Regions from separate parts of the Mus musculus genome. Here region 1 is linked to region 2. The links are chromatin contacts, called in public promoter capture Hi-C maps. All regions are on one chromosome and are shown on one strand. The core of a region is the stretch at or near the end of the contact, and the rest is flanking DNA. Distances in the headings are between cores, read along the strand shown.

Evidence for each region. Promoter capture Hi-C pulls out the DNA fragments that hold promoters and counts their contacts.
Region 1: a contact with region 2 is called in a promoter capture Hi-C map of pre-B cells, with 4 times the contacts expected there. The contact joins the promoter of Psmd13 here to the promoter of Ppp2r2d in region 2. A contact is called at or near these places in 2 of 39 promoter capture datasets (liver and pre-B cells), 1 of 484 Hi-C or Micro-C datasets (B cells) and 1 of 115 datasets of contacts at active chromatin or transcription factors (embryonic stem cells).

Annotation. Positions count from the first base shown.
Region 1 is chr7:140,880,853-140,886,736 of GRCm38.p6, forward strand. Psmd13 (proteasome (prosome, macropain) 26S subunit, non-ATPase, 13) reads left to right here and starts at 1,542. Exons shown (of 13, transcript NM_011875.4): 1 at 1,542-1,714; 2 at 2,648-2,726; 3 at 5,536-5,570; 4 at 5,659-5,714. The coding sequence starts at 1,620. Sirt3 (sirtuin 3) reads right to left here and starts at 1,017. Exons shown (of 7, transcript NM_001127351.1): 1 at 911-1,017.
Region 2 is chr7:138,843,997-138,849,030 of GRCm38.p6, forward strand. It overlaps Ppp2r2d (protein phosphatase 2, regulatory subunit B, delta), which reads left to right and starts at 2,390. Exons shown (of 9, transcript NM_026391.2): 1 at 2,390-2,519; 2 at 2,616-2,708. The coding sequence starts at 2,513. Mapk1ip1 (mitogen-activated protein kinase 1 interacting protein 1) reads right to left here and starts at 2,271. Exons shown (of 2, transcript NM_001045483.1): 1 at 1,961-2,271.

The DNA.
Region 1 (5,884 bases), core at 292-2,791, 2.0 Mb after region 2:
GGGACAGCCCACCTGGGAGCTCCAAATGACTATCTCAACTTTCTCTGCCAGTTTCTGTTAGATGTAGCAAGTGTCCAATTTGATATTACTTCCATCTGTTGCTTTACTAAAAACCTCACTGAAAGGGTCACTCTGTTCTGGCAAGGACTCTTTACTGGGAGTTCCACCGAGCTACCTTAAAGATAGCCAATAGACGTCTGCTGACTTTTTTTTTTTTTTTTGAATATGCAGTGTGATGATTTCTCTCTAACTTAATATACTCACTTATTTCAAACTGAAAATATCCCTATTATTGATCACTCTCAGGACTCTATGAGACATGTTACTATTTTGCAGACAGTATGACTGTTGGTAAAAATTTTTAGTTTCACAACCTTTATGGGGGACAATTAAAACACAAGTAACAGCTGGATGTGGTGGCATGTGACTGTAGTCTCCGACGCTTGGAGGGAGGTGGAAGCAAGGTGGATCCGGAGTTCAAGGTCATCCTCCTTCACACAGCCAGCTGAAGGCCAGTTTGAACAAGAGACCAGTCTCAAAATAATACAAACCACGTAACCTTACCCAAGGCTGTCTACTGAGAATTTGTGGTCCAAATGGGGTGCAAACACGTTTATTTATCACGTTATTTGTAATAATTCAAGATTAGAAAGTATTCAATAAGGAAATGGTGATATAAATTATAAGACATCCATACAACGAACTTCTATAAAATATTTCAAAGACTGTGCTGCAATAGTTACATAGAAAAACACCTTTAAGGAGAAGGTAGTGATGGCCGGTCAGCAAAACCTTGTAGAAGGGCGCGCCTGCCGGGTCCTTACTCCCACAATTGCTTCCAGCTACCCGCCCCTAAAACGCCGCTGATAGCCTATCTGCGAGATCCCGTGTCTCCCCTGCCGTGGCTCACCTCCCGGACCCCACAGTCTGAGCGCGGCCAATGCCAGTCGACCGCTTAGCGCCATGATGCTCTGCAGGACGACGGCGCCTAGAGGGTCAAGCGCCATCCGAATCCCCGCCCCCGTGAGCCAAGCCCCGCCCTCTCGGCACTCTTACTCCCGCCCCCCCTCTGGCCAAGTGCCGCCCTCCGGCGCCTTCCCTCGGCCGAGCCCAGCCCAGCCCCCGCACGATAACCCGAAGTGTGGAAGGCTGTGTTTATGCCTGGTGCTGGCAGCTTCTCCCTCTGTGGGACTCTGACTTATTGGTTGGGAAGCCAAACCGGGAGATTTCATCGTTTTACGCCGCTCTCGACCTCCTTGAGTAGGCGGGTGATAACTAATGCTCTCTGAGCGATTTGCATCACACCTAGTCCTCGCCAAACGCCATCCGGTTTCAGAGGACCCAAGTCTGCAGGCTTGAGGCTACGTGACCAGTCAGTGGCTAGCTGTCCCCAGGCACCTCTACTCTTTAATGCCTCAAGGGCAGGGCCAGAAACCCGGGAGAAGTTTAGCGGAAGTCAAGAACGCGGTTACCTTGACGACCGCAACCCGTGAGGCTAGTGGGACGCTCCCAGCATGCCCCGCGCGCCCGCGGTGCCGGAAGTGAGCGAGCACTTCCGTGCGCCATCCCTGCCGGTTCTGACTGCTTAGTGCTTGTGTTGTTCCCAGCTCTCTGCAATCATGAAGGATGTGCCGGCCTTCTTACAGCAGAGTCAGAGCTCCGGGCCGGGCCAGGCTGCCGTTTGGCACCGTTTGGAAGAGCTGTACACGAAGAAGTGAGCTCCGAGGCTGGGGCGGGAGGGAGAGGACTGTGGGAGGGCCAGGGGCTCTGATCAGTCCGGAGGGTCAGGGATGTGGAGGAAAGGGGTCGAGATAGCCTTAGGAGCAGAGCTGTTAACAGGGTTCTGTATCTAGACTCCCTGCGTTCCAGCCTTACCAGCTTTGATAAGAACAATTACGAATTGCTGACTTTGATATAAGAATTTGCCTATGAAAAAACACCTCTTCCTCAGAACCTTTCCACATGACAATGTCCAGCAGTTAAAACTCTTAGTGATTTCAAGAGAAATTTTTCAGTGTTTAGTATGTACCTGCCTATATATGGTGTAACATTTTGTGTTTTTCAAAACACTTTTATCTCTATTATTAAATATTATCCTTTAGTCTTGGTATGAAGTATGCTATTTCGGTGTCCTAAAGGTTCATATATTGGCTTTTTTAAAGTATTGGCTTATTTCATCCTTCCTATTGACAGATAAGATTGAATATCAGTTTTCTATTCTGTGAGGTATTCAGCTAATAAGTAAGAGAGAATGGAGTTCAAAATATAGCTGTAGAATTCTAAAGTCACAACCAATGCCTTCAAGGCTGAAGGCATCCGTTTCTTCACATTAGGATGTGGGGCTGAGGGCTTTTTGTTTTGTAGGTTGTGGCATTGGAATTCCAGTTGACACTCAGAGTGGGAGTTGACGCTGTCTCAAAAAGTGTTCTCCAGTGTTACCTAAGAAAACTGAGTCTTGAAAGGATAAGTGACTAGGGGGTGCAAGCAAAGTCAGTCCAGAAATAGGCTTGAATTGGCTGGCGCTTGCTTTAACTCCTGGCTGTGCAGTGGGACCTGGGAAATACTTGGTGTTTGATGGGACCGTCAAGGCTGAAGGCATCCTTTTCTTCACATTAGGATGTGGGACTGAGGGCTTTTTGTTTTGTAGGTTGTGGCATCAGCTGACACTTGAGGTGCTTGATTTTGTGCAGGACCCATGCTTTGCCCAAGGAGATGGTCTCATTAAGGTAATGACTTACCAGACAGCTCAGACGATGTTGAATATAATTACAAACTATTATTATTCATTTTTATTTACTTTTAACGTGTGTGCGCCCAAGGATGCCAGAAGAGATCTCCTGGAACTGGAGTTGCAGGCAGTTGTAAGCCAACTGGTGTAGGTGCTAGGAACCCAGTTTGAGTCTTCAAAATGCTCTTAAACTATCACTGAGCCACGTCTCCAGACAATTTTTGCTTGCTTGGTTGGTTGGTTGGTTGGTTTGTTTGAGATTAGCTGTGGCTGTATAGCTCTGACTGGCCTGGAACTTGCTCTGTAGACCAGACCGGGATTGGATTCACAGTCCACCAGTGGTTAGCCTCCTCCAAGTGCTGTCATTAAATATATGCAGTGTCAGGCCCAACTCTGCTCATGGACATTTAAAGACAAGAGTGGGGGGAAGGGGCGGCATTATGGTGGTCACACTAAGCTGCATCTTTTAGCAATCACTTTGTGCCACGGACTGCTGTAAGCACTGGGCCCTCATGACAGCACTGAGAAAGTCTCTCTCTTTCTCATATGTAATAGCAGACGTAGATAAGTCACCATAGCTTACAGCTAATAAATCCCAACACTGAAACAGACTTTCTGGTTTTTACAAGTTTAGACTAGAGCTGGGAAAATGGCTCACTGGAAGTATGTGCTTCCATCCACAGGCCCTATGCATGCACCTCACGAGACAGCACCAAAAGGGGCCAATGGCACACCTGCAATCCCAGCACTTAGAAACTTGAATCTGGAAGATGGTTAGTTAAAGACTAACCTGGGTTACACAGCAAGACTGCTAGGGAGAGGGACGGTTTAAAGGGCTCTCCTCACTTCCCAGCTCTCCCAGCCCATCCACGCACAAGGGTTCCACTTGCCCAGAGATTTCTGGCCAGAGTAGTGTAGAAAAGAGAAGTCCTCTTCATTTGAAGGTGAGAGGGTTGAGGGGACGTGGTACTATGCTATCTCTCTAATGGAGCATTTTTTAAATTTTGTCAGCAGAAAAAAAATAAAAACACACTCTTTCCCATGCTTTGTCAGAGTCCTTAAGGAATACCCAGGAATTTTCTCACCAGAAGCCTTCTTTCTGGAACTTTCTTGTCATCATCTGAATTTGTAAAGAATAATTAGTTTATAATTGTAGCTTTAGTTATTTCTCCTGAATACATTGTGAAGCTTAAATGTTTTTTACTTATCAGTTTGACATTTTACTACTCTTAAGAATTTGCAGTTGTAAGCGGGCAGTGGTGGTACACGCATTTAATCCAATACTCGGGAGGCAGAGGCAGGTGGATTTCTGAGTTCAAGGCCAGCCTGGTCTACAGAGTGAGTTCCAGGATAGCCAGGGCTACACAGAGAAACCCTGTCTCGGAAAAAAAAAAAGGATTTGCAGTTGTTTGTATTCTGTCTTAAGAATTATGTGGGAATGATAAATCACACACTGCATGTTCTATATCATAGTGATATATTTTCATATTCTTTGCTTTCTAATCTTCAGTTGATATGCCCCTCTCCCCATCTTTGTTTCTTTTTGTGATGGTTTTTATTGTATGTAGGAATGGTTTGCCTTCATGGGTATGTGCACCACAAGCATACTTGATGCTCTTGGAGATCAGAAGAGGGCATTCAATCGATCCCCTGGAATAGGTGTTTCAGATGGTTATGAGTCCTCCATCATGTGGGTGATAAGAACTCTGCAATAGCAACAGGTGCTCGTAACCGCTGAGCCACCTCTCCAGCCCGATTCTGTGTTTTTGTTTTTGTTTTTTAAAGATTCATTTATTTATTTTATGTATATGAGTACAGTGTAGCTGTACAGATGGCTGTGAGCCATCATATGGTTGCTGGGAATTGAACTCAGGACCTCTGCTCACTCCGGCCCAAAGATTTATTTATTGTTAATTTTAAGTAAGTACACTATAGCTGACTCAGACACACCAGAAGAGGGCATCAGATTTCATCACAGATGGTTGTGAGCTACCATGTGGTTGCTGGGATCTGAACTCAGGACCTTCGGAAGAGCAGTCAGTGCTCTTAATCACTGAGCCACCTCACCAGCCCTGTTTCTGTGTTTCTTAAATTAAGAATATCAGCATTTGTTTGTTCTGTCTTCTCCAGTAGTGTAGGAGCTTTGGAAGCTCAGCATTTGACACACGTGGTGTGTCCACAGTACTAGCCTAGTGTCTGAAGAAGTACTGCTGTGTGCTGACTGGCTAAGAAACTTGGTAATATGAGCGTTTAGAAGGCCTGTAGCCTTCTGAAATCTGAAGGAACTCTATTTTGTTTGTTTAAGAATATTTCACACTTGTTCAGCTGTACTTGAAGTACCTTGGAGGAAGAATGTAGGAATTAAATATTTAGATTTTTTTTTTAATTTTTTTTAATTGTTTGGTTTTTCAAGACAGTCTCTCTGTGTAACCCTAGGTGACTTGGAACCAGCTCTGTAGAATAGTCTCAAAATCACAGAGATCTGTCTGCTTCTGTCTCCCAAGTTCTGGGACTGAAGGTGTGAGCCACCACACCCAGCTGTGTAGAAGATTCTGAGAGATCAGTGCTCTGGTTCTCACAGCCAGGAGCTCTGGTTCTCCAGTAATCCATTGGTGATTACTTATGTGGACTCGAGTAAGCCCATCGTCAACAAAGGTTTAGGTAGTGCTGCCTGTGCGATGGGCATTGTGGTTGGCACACTCTCACCTGCCAGTCTTAGTGCTGCCTCTGTCACTAGATGCAGCTTCTGGAGTCTGGTTTCTCAGTGGGGCTCGTGCTGTACTAATTCTCCGTCTTTGCTTTTGCAGCTTTATGAAAACTTCATCAGTGAGTTTGAGCACAGGTAATCCCTTTTTGTCAGTTTTTTTTACTTTGAAAATGAGTACATTAGTGCTTTTTAAACACTAAAAAACTGATGGCTTTTATTTCAGGGTAAACCCTCTGTCCCTGGTAGAAATAATTCTCCATGTGGTTAGACAGATGACCGGTAAGCCCTTGTTTCATAATAGAAAATACCAAATTGGCCAGGTTAGCAATGCACACCTGTGCTCCCAACACTGGGGTGAGGCAGTAAATACAGCCTGAGCTACGTAGGCCACTGTGGGGGCCAGTGTGAGATTTTTGTAATGATCGGAGAGAGGGAACTGTTAACTGCTT
Region 2 (5,034 bases), core at 1,140-3,639:
TAGAGTAAGCAATCGAAAACGATGGGGCTCGAGATGGCTCAGTGCATGAGAGCACTTGCTTCTCCTCCAGAGGGCCCTAGTTTGGTTCCGAGCACCTATGTCCCGCAGCTCCCTACTGCCTATAACGCCAATGCTACAGGATCCAACACCCTCTTCTGGCCTGGGCATAGATGTGCATATATTTTAAAAAGTTAAATTTGGCCTATGCTGGCTCATTTCATGTCAACTTGACAGGGTGGGGTCATCTGAGAGGAGGGTACCTCAATGGAGAAAATGCCTCCCTCAGATCTACCTGAGGGCAAACCTGTTATTTTCTTAATTGGTAATTGATGGGGAGGAGTCCAGCCTATTATGGGTGGAGCCACCTCTGTCCCGGTGGTTCTGGGATCTGTAAGAAAGCAGGATGAGCAAGCCATGAGGAGCCAGCCAGTAAGCAGCACACTTCCATGACCTGCATCAGCTCCTGCTTCCAGGATCCTGCCATGATGTCCTTCAGTGATGGACTATAATGTGGAAGTGTAAGCCAAATATACTGCCTGCCACTAATTATTAAGGCAGCTACTTACAGTTCTGTCCATTCGGTCTGTCATTCTTCATTAAGAAGCACCCCAGTACACACAGACACACATGTGACAGTGCTGTCTAGCTACATAACTTAAACATGCAGCTACAATTAGGCAGATAGGAATATCGAGATCACTTGGCATTACTTGAGATACCCATGCCTACATGGAGTCTGGATAAACTTAAGTTAAACCCCAGTTCTGCAAGCAGTCTCAGAATGCTTCTTCCCAGGCTTGGAATTCCGTCCTCAGGCTCCTCCCAAAACGTCCTCCCAGAACTATACATATGCTCTTAACTCTCCTGATGCTCTGGAGTGTCATCTGGGTGACATTCCTATATCCTCACTACTCCATGTCTCTTATTCTTCTCCATTACTCTCATACACCCAGACACATGCAGCTCATTTTATCCTCCTACTTAACTCAGAGACAGTTCTTTCAGAAACAACCCTGAGTGCTGCTACTGATGGAAGGCCCTATTTCTTCATGACTTTCTCCAGCTCTTGGCCATAGCCAGCCCTCTCATCAGAGTTCACCCCCTGAAAACAGCTTCCTGCTCTGTCCCGGACCACCTTGCCTCCACTGCTATGACTAGCCTTCCTTGGCCACTTCTGTTCTCCCCACAGCTTCTTGCTGCCCTTTAAACACATTAGCAAGCTTAGGTGTGCTCCGTGCTTGTAAACCCAGCGCCAACGAGGTGGAACCAGACGTATTTCAATTTAGAGACCAGCCTCATGTTACATGGCAAGACCCTAATCAAAGTGTGTGTGTGCAATTGAATTAAAAATAAAACATCGGAAAGAAAAGGTCAGGGTGGCCCAGCCTGTGCACTAGCTGTTCTCATTTCTAGCAGCCGCCCAAGACGTCAGCCTGAGATTCTTTCTTATCTCCTCTAATTGCTCTCCTAAAGATACCAACTGCTCCAATCTCCTTCCCCTGCTTCTGTGTTGTATTTAACTCTAGTCCACTTAACTTTCCCCAGGTTTTTCTTATTGTCTCTTCTCCGCTGAAGAGTAAACTCCACCAGGACAGACACATCACCTCTACACAAGCAGCATCCCAGCCAAGACTGAGAATAGAAAAAGCACTTGCTAAAAGGCAAAACATTTTTGAAGTGGAGAATGCTCTGGTTTGGAACAACTGCCCTCTAGTGGTGCAGTACGCTCACTGCCAACTTCATAGTGATTTCGGATAAGTCAAGCCCACGAACAAATAATTCCTCTTCATGCTAGAAAAACACACCCACAAATAAAGCAAATGTCGAGAACGGTTCCCTAGGGGCTATACTGAGAGCTCAAAGAATCCCTGAAGTAGCACTCTGATGAGATCAGTGCTCAGAAGCTACGATCAAAGATTCTGGGGGCAAGAGAGCCTGGATGATGGGCAAAATTACGCACGCAGGTGCTGGGTTCCAGGTGCTCCGGGGATCAGAGGCCCCGCCTGCCCACGGCCGAGCGCTCTCTATTGGCAGATCCACGGAGGTTCCGCGTTCCCGTTGGCTCAGCTGTAGGAAAGGCCCAGGCCTTCGAGCATCCAGTCCAGCCGGCCGCAGAAGAAAGTCTGAGGCCTTAAGAACGTAGAGGGCGTCGCGTCCTAGCCTTGACACGACTCGAGAAGGCCGCCTCTATCTGCCAGCGGACTAGTCCAAGACACTCCTCTCCTTGGACCGCAGCGGCTACGTAGGTCCAACCTCAAGACAGCTCGCGCAGACGCAGTCGGCGCACGGTGCGCCCCCGGCAGCCCCCGCGGCACTGACCGTCGGAGGAGGCGGAGGGGGATGACGTCATCCGGCGGGGCGACGGGCATTGGGCGCCATTTTGAAAAGGGGAAAAAATTCCCTCCCCGGCGGCGGCGACGGTGGCGGCAGCGGCGGCGGCGGTGGCGGCCGGGGCTGAGCGCTCGGAGCGCCTCGGTCGGCCGCGCTCGGCTGGGCGCGTCCCGCCCGCGCCATGGCAGGTGAGGGCCGTGCGCGAGCGAGCGAGCGGGGCGGGCGGGCGGACTGGACGGTGGTGGGGCGGGGCGGGGCCGGCCTGACGGCGCGCTCTGTTGCAGGAGCTGGAGGCGGCGGCTGCCCGGCGGGCGGCAACGACTTCCAGTGGTGCTTCTCGCAGGTGAAGGGCGCTGTCGACGAGGACGTGGCGGAAGGTGAGGCCCGACCGACACCCCACCCCAACCCCCGAGCCCCGCAAGGTCATGCTCGCTCAGCCGCCGGTCCGGACGCGGCCGCCTTTGCCCGCCTGACCGGCGTTGTCCCGGGAGACCCTCGGCCGGCCAGCGGCTGAAGAGAGGGAGGGGTGTCCGTAGGGAGACGGCTGCGGACGCGGGGCTGGGGAGAGACTGCGGCTGAGTCCCGCTTCGGGGATCTGTTGGGGAGACGGCGGTGGACGCTAGCCTTGGGAGGCTATGGGGATGATGGCCATGACGCCGGCCTCAGGGGTCGGTGGGCACAGATGGCCATGGAGGCCAGCCTCGGGAGGCTATGGGGAGACGACCGTGGACGCCGGCCTCGAGGGTCTGTAAGAAGGTAAGGCCGGGGCAGAGGTATCGAGCCATGTAAGGAAGATGCGGCCACAGGTCTTTGGAGTCTGGGGTGTATAACGATCTTAAATGCATGTCTCACTAGCGTCTGTACGGAGTGAAGAAAAAGGACTGTAGACACTAGGCAGCGACCCCGGGATTCCGCTAGGAGTTGGTACCACGGGGTGAGGTGAGGTCCATTTTTGTGAAAGGAGAGAGATAGGGGGGCATGGCAGTTGATCTTGAGGCCCTGTGGGGTAAATCAGGTCCCAGACACTAATGTGGGAGCCCATGCAATATAAAGGGTCTTTCATCTATCTCCCTGGCACCCGTATAAGGTGGAAGGAGAACCATGCAGGGTTATCAGTCTCCGGGGGCCCATGCTGGACTGGACTCAGGACGGGATGGAGCACCGAGTGCTCTGGATACCCTGTTTGTGGTCGTAGGTGTGCTAGTCTGTCCAGTCCAATCTCTGGCCAGGTAGACGTCGGTCAGCCCTGGATCTCCACCTCTTGTTGTTGAGCAAGAGGAACTTATTTGTCATGGGGTCTCCTGAAGCGCTACAGTAGTGGCGGTTTTCTTTTTTTAACTGAGTAGTGTTTTCTCTTCCCACACTGCTCTTTAAAGTCACTTCTCCAGACTTTGTTTTTTGATGTTGTCCCATCCAGCCAAGTCCTGGGATTTCAAACACACACTGTGTGTGTGTGTGTGTGTGTGTGTGTGTGTGTGTGTGTGTGTGTGTGTGTGGTGAGCATAGGCCTGCCTGTTCGTGCTCCTGCACGTGTGGAGGTTAGAGGACAACTTAGCAGAGTTGGTTCTTTTTACCACGTGAGTCCCAGGGATGGCCATCAGGCTTGACAGCGAATGGCTTTACCTGCTAAGCAGTCTCATCCACCCACTTACAGTTTATTTTTGTTTTTTGAAACAGAATTTCATGTACCTCAGATTGGCCTCAAACTCCCTATATAGCTGAGGCTGGCATTGAACTGTTTGTTTCTGAGACAGGATTTTTCTGTAGAACAGCCCTGGTTTTGTGCACCAGGCTGACCTCCGGGGTTAAAGGCATAAACTGCTGTGCCCAACTTTGGCCTTGAATTCTTGATCCTGCTGCTTCTACTTCCCAAATTCTGAAATTATTGGCAAGCATTGCAATCAAAGCCCAGCTTTCCATAAAACTGTTCCTTATCCTCAAAGCTTCAGTCTGCTGCCTTCTTTCCCCTGATCACAGTTTAAATGTGCCATCATTGTAGGTAGACAGGGAAGTAGGAGAGCGTGAAGACTGTGGGATTTATTCTTAGAGATTTGACATTAGCATTTTATATTAGACTCAAAGCAACTCGTTCAGTGTCTAATAAACCATGGGCTTTCACTTTCTTTTAAAGACGTCTGTTCACTCCACCCACACTCCTCACTAGCAGGCGCTCCTCAGATGTCCTGTCCTGCTTCTTGTTTGCTCCTCCACCCTGTCTCTTCTGGAAGTGTCTGGCTTGACTCATGACCATTGAGAACATCTGGAGGCCTGTGGTCCCAGGGACAAGACCGGAACAGGTCATCTTGGCCTGTGAAACTGCTCTCCAAAAGTTGCAGAGGTGAATGGTTTCAGATTGAAGTCAGGTGACTTTTATGTGGCATAGTTTATTGATTTTGTTTCTTCTGTATTGGCATAAAATGTATTACTGTGTTTCATTTTTCTTGTGCCAGGTAGGTGACAGGTCAGCCTTATTCCTGTGATTCATCCTACTTGTGATAGCAGTGTAGGAAGATTAGGCTGCCTTAATTTTGAGTTTCTATGTGGTTTGGTTTGGTTTTTATTGATCAGTTAAATGAATTTAAACCGACTTTATACTTTGGAAAATACCATTCTTTCCCTTAAAAACCACAACAGAAGTATTTTGTTGCTTGTGTTAAACTGATTAGAACTTTTTGTGGGTTTTTTTTTGTTGTTGTTGTTATT